3 separate regions of the Sus scrofa genome follow, and regions 1 and 3 are each linked to region 2. Evidence: chromatin contacts called from public HiChIP or PLAC-seq and promoter capture Hi-C data. All regions are on one chromosome and are shown on one strand. Each heading gives the region's core, a stretch centred on a gene start, on an enhancer-like site or on the middle of the called end of the contact. The rest is flanking DNA. Distances are from core to core; before and after follow the strand shown.

What was found. Promoter capture Hi-C pulls out the DNA fragments that hold promoters and counts their contacts. HiChIP or PLAC-seq counts read pairs in DNA pulled down with a chosen protein or histone mark.
Region 1: a contact with region 2 is called in an H3K27ac HiChIP or PLAC-seq map of alveolar macrophages. The contact joins the promoter of ARRB2 here to the promoter of GABARAP in region 2. A contact is called at or near these places in 1 of 5 promoter capture datasets (fetal liver) and 1 of 2 datasets of contacts at active chromatin or transcription factors (alveolar macrophages).
Region 3: a promoter capture Hi-C map of liver shows a contact between it and region 2, with 4 times the contacts expected there. The contact joins the promoter of LOC110255906 here to the promoter of GABARAP in region 2. A contact is called at or near these places in 2 of 5 promoter capture datasets (fetal liver and liver), 1 of 47 Hi-C or Micro-C datasets (liver) and 1 of 2 datasets of contacts at active chromatin or transcription factors (alveolar macrophages).

Annotation. Positions count from the first base shown.
Region 1 is chr12:52,168,908-52,172,318 of Sscrofa11.1, forward strand. ARRB2 (beta-arrestin-2) reads right to left here and starts at 1,455. Exons shown (of 14, transcript XM_021067791.1): 1 at 1,326-1,455. The coding sequence starts at 1,348.
Region 2 is chr12:52,596,253-52,599,520 of Sscrofa11.1, forward strand. GABARAP (GABA type A receptor-associated protein) reads right to left here and starts at 1,914. Exons shown (of 4, transcript NM_001190288.1): 1 at 1,719-1,914; 2 at 1,098-1,176; 3 at 840-958; 4 at 1-372. The coding sequence starts at 1,808. The coding sequence ends at 307.
Region 3 is chr12:53,090,141-53,093,427 of Sscrofa11.1, forward strand. LOC110255906 (collagen alpha-2(V) chain-like) reads right to left here and starts at 1,518. Exons shown (of 4, transcript XM_021066316.1): 1 at 1,349-1,518. The coding sequence starts at 1,518. The region is part of intron 1 of KDM6B (lysine-specific demethylase 6B); the gene reads left to right.

The sequences.
Region 1 (3,411 bases), core at 205-2,704, 430 kb before region 2:
CGTTGGACAACTGGAGTGTGGCTGTGGGGTAAATGCCTTGAAGCAGCTGCAGGGCACCTGACCTTTGGAGCCGAACCCAGCCAGCCTCCTGCCACGCTGAGGAAGAACAGCGTTTGTACACTGAGGTTGACCAAGAAGGTAGAGTGTGGGTGACCAGAGATGCCCCCCGGTGGTGGTGGGGAGCCGAAGCAGATGCCCCCTCACACTTCCTACTATTCTCTCCATTTCCTGTGGCCCAGAATTTGATGGGGGTGGGAGGAATTGTGCCAAGTCAGCAGTCCCCCTTTGGTCCCATCCTTCCCCCTCCCTGAACCACATAACGGAAATCTGGGGCCTCCCTCAAGTCAGCAACTTCCCCTTTCTCTGTGTTTAACCCCTAATCCAGGACGCCAATCGGCCCTCTGATCATCTCTCCAGGATCAGTCGACTTGGTGCTCAGAGATCTATGTTTTCCTACTCTATTGGTGGGGCTGATAGGGTGTTTTGCAGAATAAGTGACAGCTCAGAACCAGGCCACCATTCCTGTTCCTCTCTGAATAGAAGCCAAGAGCCCCAATCTTTTTCCTCTTTTGCTCCTGCTCCCCAGGGACTCAGGCATTCACCCCCTGCCCCCTTGGGGGTGTTGGGTCACAACAGGAAGTGGATTTTGCTAGAGACCAAAAAAGAGAACTGGAGGTGTCAGTGGAGGGAAGGAGCCTCGATTGCACAGAAAACATCCGGGGAGTGGATGGCGTGCCCAGGGCAGACACTGCCTCCCCTCACCCCCAGGAAGAGGGGTAAGGCTCAGATCGGGGAGGGTCGCCAGGCACTTTGCTGCCCCAAGATGAAGCTGTTGCTCCTAGCAACCCAGGGGAAGGCAGAAGTTTGTAAGCGGAGCCACCCGGCCCTTGGGACAGGTTGGGGGAGCCCGACTGCTTGGAGGGTAGTGGACAGGAGGCTCTCCAGTGGCTCAGCACGAGTCTAAGGGGATCCCCCTCCTGGCATCCAGCCTGCCCATACCAGTCCCCTTGGGGCCGGCCACCTGCTCCTTCCTCCGCCCCTGCATCGCTGCCTGCATCGGAGAAGCCAGTCGTCCAGCCCCCACATCCCTTCGAGAACCCAGATACGGGTTTCCCGATCCCCTCAGAGATCCCCTTGCAGGGTCTGTGGCATGCGTTGCCCTCATTATCCTCGAGGACCTAGGCGTGCGGCCCCGGATGGCTGCCCCCTAGGGACCCAGGCGTCCGGCCCCTGAATTTTCTCCCGGGTGTCCTTGTCTGGGAACCGTCCCAGTACCCGTCTGGAGCCGCCACCCACGTCCCGCCGCGTAGCCCCACCTCTCTTACCTGGTCCCCGGTTTCTCCCCCATGGTGCGCGCGCCCGCCGCCCGCCCGGTTCGCGGCTCGCTCGCAGCCTCAGAGCCCGCTGCCAGGTCCCTGCTCCTCCCCGCGCCACTGCGCACGCGCGCCCCCGCTCTTTCTCCACTCCCCTCTCCCCTCCTTCCCGCCCCCCCCGTCGGATCCTGGGGAGCCTAGGCCAAATGCGTCAGCCCGGATCGCGCGCGCCCCGGCACTGCCCGCCCTCTCCTCACAGGCACTCGCTGTGATTGGCTCCTCCAGCCGCCCTCCGCCCCCCATCTCCACCCCGGCCGAGGGACCCCCCCTCCCCGGCGCGCGCGGTCCCTGCACTCTGCTCTTCCCGCCCATCTCTCCACCCCTCCGCGCCCGCTTAGGCACTGATTGGGTCCCCTCAAACGAAGGCGCCCGCCTTCAGGAAATAAGAGCCTCTGATTGGCTTTATCCATTCCGGACCCTGCAGGGGTCCCCGCCCCTTTGTTTGCTTTCTCAGCGACGGCGGAGGCGAAGGGGGTGGTGGGGGCGGTGGATGAGCTCTAGCAGTCTGGCAGGGAGGATGAGGGGATCCACACGTGGGCGAGAGGTTCCAGTTGCGTGATGCTCGCTTATTGCGCGCCGCTCGCCCGCTCACCCTAGAGCTTGTTTCCTTCTTTGGCCCGCCCTCCTGTTTCCTTAGCGTGATGTGTCAGCTCCCCCTAGTGTCGGTATTTGATCTTCGCAGGGCTACTTTCCTACCTTTTTCCACCCATTCATCAAAGCGAACATCCATTCACGCACGCTTGCATCTATTTCATCTATCTATGCCCATTTTGCGCTAATCACTAAGCTAGGCGATGGGGACCCAGAAATGAATTAACATGGCCCCTGCCTTCCTCGTATGGTTGAGGAGACACATAAACAGGTACTATGATCCCAGGAATGCTTTACTAGAGATATGACTCAGAAGACAAAGCGACTCTCAGCCCTTTCCTGGGGGAGGAATGGAGGGAGGGCAGGCTGTCCAGAGGAGGGGGCATTTGAGGATAATCTTCCTGAAGGGTGGGCGGAAATTGAGAAAGGGTATTCTGAAGAGAGAGAAAGGCGAGGCACATCCTGTTTTGAGGTTTTTGTAGGGTGAGAGGGCAGGGGTGATAAGACTGGGTTGGATGAGTGGAACAGAGTGTGAAGGGTTTTGTAGAGCAGGCAATGGGGGGGCGCCTCTCCTGGAGGAGGGCGGTCGATCCAGTAGTGGGTTTTGTTTTTTTTTTTTTTTTTTTTTGTCTTTTGTCTTTTTGTTGTTGTTGTTGTTGCTATTTCTTGGGCCGCTCCTGCGGCATATGGAGGTTCCCAGGCTAGGGGTTGAATCGGAGCTGCAGCCACCGGCCTACGCCAGAGCCACAGCAACGCGGGATCCGAGCCGCGTCTGCAACCTACACCACAGCTCACGGCAATGCCGGATCGTTAACCCACTGAGCAAGGGCAGGGACCGAAACCGCAACCTCATGGTTCCTAGTCGGATTCGTTAACCACTGCGCCACGACGGGAACTCCTGTTGTGTTTTTTTGTTTTTTTGTTTTTTTGTTTTTTTTTAAGCCAAGGAGTGGTATAAGATTGCTCCTATAGGAAGATAATCCTGCGCGGTGTGGAGGTTGGAGACAGAGAGGCAAGACTGCTGTAGACTAAACCCAGTCAAGGGGAGATGATGAACAGCAGAGTGGAAGGGAGAAGGGGGAGCCAGGCTGAAGAGTCATTTCTAGGGCAAAATTGAGCAGACTTGGGGAGAATGATGGATGATGGACATCCTTGGACGTAAGGAGCTAAAACATCCACCTTTGTCCATCTCTTTTCCCATACTCCCCTATCTTCCCCAAATGAACGAACATCGCTCTTCTCCCTCCACTTTTCTGTGCAACAAAGTTATATGCACAACAAAACAGTTTCTGAGATCATCTTTAGGGTTTAAATACAGGCCTTACCGACTGCTACTTCCCCACTCCCGGTTCCATCACCATCTTCTAAGCTCAGTCTTCATGTCCTTGAAACTTCAGTTCATATGTTTCTTTATTTCATTTTTGTCTTTTTTAAGGCTGCACCCCTG
Region 2 (3,268 bases), core at 664-3,163:
AGCCCCCTGGGCAGTTAGAAAGGAAACAGAAACCAAAACGACCACTGGATGTGACAGAGATGGACAATCAAGAAGTCTAAAGCTGAGTGGGAAGGTGGTAGAGAAAGGGAAGGAAAGGAGTACTGGAGGCCATCTCCCCCATTAACCCTTGTTTTAAGAAGGGCTGGAGGAGAGTCTCAAACATTAGGAAGTGTAGGTCCTGAAGAAAGGAGGTGGTGTTTGAGCCTCAAGGAAGGACAGGTCGAGGAAGGTGGGCCACCTCTCTCTGTCTGAAGAATGGGACCCCCGACCTTAAGGGCAGCAGCTTCACAGACCATAGACACTTTCATCACTGTAGGCAATGTACAGAAAGAAGTCTTCTTCATGGTGTTCCTGGGGTGAAAGCAGAAAATGACAGTGCTCAGGCACCTGGGCTTTAATTACTTGAACCAACCACCACCCAGGCACATTCTTCCAAAAACATTCTTTTTGAAGACCCCCAAAACCAGTGCTTTGACTCTCCCTCTCACTTGCTCCAGACCCTAGCGGCTGAGCAGTATTATCCTAGCAGCAGTCCTAGGCATAAAAATCACACATTGTTCTCTGCTGCCTCGAAATGGGGAGGGGCCTGGGGAAAGTCCAGATCACAACAGTTGCTCCAACTCACTGTTCTCTTTTCTCTCTACTCCCACTGCCCTGTCTAAATCCCCAACCCAGAACTATAAGGAGATTTTAAAGCCAAATTTAAAACTGAGAGCTAAGTAAGCCAACTAGTCCAAGACCTGCTGACTTAAAACTTCCTGCCTCTCAAGTGCTTCCAACTCCTCTCCAAAGCCTCCACTACTTCCCAGACACTATACCTGGTACAGCTGACCCATCGTGGCACTGGTGGGTGGAATGACATTGTTGACAAAGAAAAACAAGGCATCCTCAGCTCGGAGATGAATTCGCTTCCGGATCAAGAAGTAGAACTGACCAACTGCCAAAGAAACAAGGTCTGAGAAAGTCTGAGGTCACAAACGCCTTCAAAAGAACAGCTGCTATGTGGAGCCTCCTCCAGCAGAGACCACATTCCCACCCCCCAGGAAGCAAACCTGGCTACTGGGTCAGGTTCTCACCTGTGAGATCAGAAGGCACCAGGTATTTCTTTTTATCTAGGTCTCCTATCCGAGCTTTGGGAGCCTTTTCTACTATCACCTGATAAAGAGACGAAAATTAGGAGACATTAGGTATACAGGCCCACAGCTCCACCTGTCAAGAACTCAACATTCCTAGCATCCCTACCTACCCCAGACTCATTTCTCTTTGTCTCTGAACACGCGGCGCAGTCCTGAGCAGGGATTCTGATCCCACTGACTCAAACTCACCTAAACCTCCAGAATCCCTGAATAGGACGTCATAACAAACAATGATTTTAATCAAACAGGCATGTCTTGTCTGGGCCGACTAGAGCTTCAATCTCAAGCACCCCCTGTGAAGCTCGGAATGTCAAACGCCCTACACGAATCCAAGGTCTAGCTCTCGCGCCTACATCCCCTTAAGCCTACATCCCCTAGCCCCCCAGTTCTAATGCTACCCCACTCCTTTCACCTCCAGTCCCACAGACAGCAGTTTCGGGCTCATTCCCAACCCTGCCACAGCTGGCAGCCTGATGCCCGCGCTGCGGGTCTCGGACTCAAGCCCAGGCTGTGGCGTCAGCGCCAGCGCCCCGCGCCCTCGGCCCTGGCTACTGTCCTCACCGGCACCCGGTCCGGGTATTTCTTTCGGATCTTCTCGCCCTCAGAGCGACGCTTCTCGAACGGATGCTCTTCTTTATACACGAACTTCATCCTCCCGGGAACCGGGTTGGACCGGGCTGGGCTGAGGGAACCCGGGGGGGCCGGGATGGGGGGCGGCGGCGACGGCGGCGACGCGCGGGCGGATTCAGCGGAGCGATCCCGGACCTTGCGCCACTTCCCTATTCACCAACCCCGCCCCCGGCCGTCAGAGGCCGCCCCACTCGCTATGTTACGCTCCTAGCTCAGTGGCCCCAACGCCACTAGCGTAGCGCCACCTACTGACCTCCCCCCTCACGCAATCAGCGTAATCGCTTTGGAATCAATTTACGGGCTACGCAGGCGACGTAGGAAAGGTGGCTGGCTTTTTGCTATCATAGAAAATAACTGAAAACCCATTTCCTGACTTTTTCCACAGGATGAAAAGGGCTTGGAGATGGTAATCATAATTTGAGACTTGGTTCTCCGAAAGTGCTTTTCAGAAGTAACAGAGGTAAAAAAGCAGATAATTACAAGGACAGCTATTCAGGAAAGGTGCTGGTACGCTGAAGGCGGCGGTTGACACCAAAACAAAGTAGTACCCCAATGGAGCAAGCGGTCTTTGGAAACAGAGGAGGGCAGAAACGAGACCTATGTTTGGAAAGACGCTTATGTTTCCAGAATGCTTAGGTTCCAGGAATGAGTGGACGAATAGGGACTGGAGAGGTCTGAAAGGTAGGGACTACGTCAGCGCGGAGGAACACAGTCTTCGCGGCTCACGGAGAGATCATGTGATCGCAGAGAAGGGCGGGGCGTCACGTGGCGAGTGCGAGGAAGTAGAGCCGGCTGCGGCTGGGGGAGCAGGGCCAAGGGGAGGGAGGTGGGGCGCCAGGGGCCTGGGACACCCCCCCCTCCGCCCCCGGGGGGCTGCGCCCGCTCAGCTAGTCTAAGTCAGGCCCGCAGACGAAGCCAGGCCTCTCCCAGCGTCCAGTTCTCTTTTCCTTTCAAACTTTTCTGTGTTACTGTTCGGAAGCTCACATTCCCTCTGGACACAGGGCTGTTCTTTCGCTCCCGGCCAGGGTATCATCCTGCCACTAAGACCCTCCCCGCCAGGGTGGCCAACACCCTCCCCTCAGGTCAACAGCTTGCTCCTTACCCTCTGCCCAGAGCCAGGGTGGGTGTGAACAAAGCCCCTTCATTTCCCCCAAACCCAGAGAAGGACCTAGGGCAGCTTTGGTTTCAAAGTTATAATGCATGGTTTAAGTAGACGAAAGAAAAAAAGAGAAAGCTCGTTACAGGTCTGAGGGACTCTAGGAAGAAGGGAAGATGGAAAAGGAAGGGAAGGGACAAGTTTGGGGAAAATCCAGTGGCCCAAAATCCCAGTTTCCCACCCACAGCCCAGCCCTTGGAGTGAAGAATTAGATCAGTTTTGTACAAGAGTTTTTAAAAAATCAAATCACAACAAAGCTGGCTTGGCTTCTCTTTGAGCCTCCCGGATTACCGAGTGTCTTTCGCTCACTCTGGCCAGTCCTGTC
Region 3 (3,287 bases), core at 268-2,767, 490 kb after region 2:
CCTCCCCCAGCCTCCCAGCAGTCTTTTTCCTTTCCCACCTGCTGCATTGCCAAGTGTTTCGTTGCCCCCCCCTCCTTTTGAGTTGAAATTGCCAGATAGCTCCTCACTCAGAAGAACTGTGTGTGGCATGCGGAATTCACCGGATACCAGTTCAGCCCTGACCTTAGTCAGTGGCACCTCACGCACACCCCCAACAGTGAGGAAGCGAGTCAAGAAACTGTATTAGATTGTATTAGGAAAGTCAGGGCCTTTATTCTGTGTCGGTGGGTAGATCTCACTCTTGAAGGAAGGGGACTCACTTGATAGCTATGGTTTCCCCTTCTCTGTTAAGTCCTGGGGTTGGTTATGGTATTGGATACTGGTTTCTCTTATTGTATACCTTAGAATTCGGGCTGTCAGATCAGACCTGGATTCCATTCCTAGCTCTGCCACTTCGTGGCTATAAGTACTTGGAAAGGTGACCACCTCTCGGAGCCTCATAGTCTTCATCTGGAAAATTTAAATATCAATACCTACCTTCTAGGCTGTTGACTGGGAAAAACAAAATTATTTATGCAAAGCATTTAGCACAGTCCCTGGCACAGAATGAACACTGAATGAACGCTTGTTATGAAATGCTTGTTCTTGTTAAATGTTGTTAGTTATTATTTTACTATTATGGTTGGTAAGCCTGCTTCCAACTGACCATGATCTTAGGAATGGAGAGTTTGTGTTAATTTGGTAGGTGGGGGGAGAGGGGTTTGGGGATTAGCTTCCACTGCATTGTGCACTTTATTTGATGAGGGCTTTAGTCAGATTTGTATTGCTTTCTTTGGGATTATTTTTTCCCCCCCTTCTTGAAGAAGAGACAGCTCAGACTATTCCTCTGGCTGTGAAAATAAAATAATTGTATTGTGGTTCTCGATTTTTGAGCAAGACCCCAATCCCCTCCCATGTTCTCTGGAGCCTTTCAATTTTGCAGAGGGACTCCACGGTTTCCTTTGCGGGGACAGGGCTGGCCGAGGGGTGTGTAAAAGGCTCGGGTGGGTGGGTAGAGAGACCAGTGCTGGGGGCTGGGGGGGGGGCGGGTAGTTGAAGGAAGAGACCGGAAGGGAGGAGGAGGGAGCCTGCTGGTGGGGAGGGAGGGAGGGGAGGAGGAGGTGGAGGAGGAGGAGGAGGAGGAGGAGGAGGGAGGGGGTTGGGGAGAGCCTGCTACAGTTCTTTGTTTGACTCCGGGACTCAGGGACGGGGAGGAGGAGGGAGGGAGGCAGAGGCTGCAAGCGCCGGGGCAGGCCCAGGAGGCAGAGGAGGGACCGTCTCCCCCGCCCCCCCAGCCCCCACTCCCCCCCTGCTGCTCCCCCCTCCCTACCCGGACTCCGGGGGCACCGCCGGGGGACAGACACCCAGCAGGTAACCCCGGCCTGGCTCGCCCTCCCTTCTCGGATTTTCCTCCACACCCTCCCGGCTGACCCCTTTCCCCGGTTCCGTCTCCCCGTCGCCCCCGGCCTTGCCGCTTTCCCCCGGCCCTCCTCGTTCCATCTCCCCCACTTGGGCTGGTCACCCGCCGGCCGCGCCGCCGTCTCGTGCAGCCTGACTCCCTTCCCGTCGCCCGACAGCCTGTGCGTCCCAGGTCTGCCCGCGGCACCTTTCGGGGCTCTGTCTCGCTGCTTCTCCTGGCTTTGCTTTCCTTCCGACCTGTCCCCTGGGGCTCTGAGGAAGGAGGGAGTCCCTGTCCTTTTCTCGCTCCCCCAGTTCCCCGCCCCCCAACTCTGGCCCCCTTTCTCCTCTAGCAGTCTCTAGGGGTGGGGAGAGAACCGGAATTTGGGGGGCCCTCTGGAGGGGCAAGGGGCTGTGTGTCGTGGGGGAAAGGGGCTGCGAGTGTACGCGGGGTGGGGGCGGGGGCGGTTAGGGACCCGGCTGCCTCTCTGTTGTCCCTTTAAATGGCCCTCACATTTCTGGGGACTCGTGGGGGGGAGGTGGCAAGCTGCCTGCCTGGGGGGCAGGGCCCTCAGTTCATCCACACCATCAGGGGTGGTAATGATTTAAAGGGACAGCCTCGGTGTGGCCGCTGCCACCCTGCGCCAGCGGGAGGGGGAGCCGAGCCGGCAGACCATGTCTGGGGAGGCTTGGCCGGTGAGCAGGGCATTTGAGGCTGAATCTTTTGCGAGGCCTGCCAGGTCTGGGATCGGGCTGCAGCTGGGACCTGCAAGGAGGGCTGACAGCCTGCCTGGGGGGGCACTCAGCGTGGGCCTTCTCCAGGGCCCCACCTTTGGGTTCATGGAGTCCTTGGCCAAGAATCCATGAGTCTAAACTACAGAGCCTGTTGGCCACCAGGTGGGGGCCACTGGCAGGTCTGTGGGTCAGCAGCCTGGCCTGGGCACACTGGAGCTGGCCCTTCAGCTTTTCCTTTTGTTGTTTGGCTCTGTGCACAAGAAAGCCGCGGCCCCTCCCCCAGCTCCCCCTTCCCGTCCACATGCCCCCCCCCACCACACACACCCACCCCAGCTGTTGGACAGATGAATTACAGCCTCCGGCTTGGGGCCAGAGCTGGTGAGGGATTAAAGCTCTGGGGCTGGCCCTTTAAACGGCTGTTGGCCCCTCCCCCACTCTGGTGTCCAGACACCCCATACACACCCCGCTGACCCCCTCGGCTGCCCCTCACTCCTCCTCTTAGTCTGTCCTAAGGCCTGCCACTCCCCTCTCTGTAGGCTAGACCCTCCCCAGCTTCCCTTTCTCCCTCAACACAACCACATATACAAATGCTACAGACTACACACACATAGACTCTCGCTCACTCACTCCCTGGTCTCACATTCTGAGCGTCCCTGTCCTGGAGGGATCCAGCCTCAAGCTCCCTTCTCCAGCAGAAGGAACTTGCCTGCCTGGCCTCTCTAGCCTGCAGCTGACCACTACTCTGGCCAGGTGAGGGGCCTTGCTTGGGTCAGAAATAGCACCTCCCCCCGGGGGCAGTGTCATCAGCAGCCAAGGCAGCTTGCAGCACATTGCATCATGGAGGTTGGGGGCTGGGGGCCTGAGTCTCTAGGGGCAGGGGGAAGGATGGGGGCTGGAAGGCCGGAAGTGGAGAGGCTAGACTGGGACCCAAGTGTCTGGGTCCTTAAGGGTAGAGAACTATGGCTAAGAGAGCAGAAAACATAGGTCCCTGAGGAGTGAGTTTGAGGTGAGGGCAGACTTAGGTCTGACCCCTGCATGGACACCTGGTTCTTGTGTCTCAGAGTTAGGAGGGGAGGGAGTGGGCCCCTATCACCTTCTTGGGCCACACAGAGGAAGGATGTGATGGGGAAACAGGA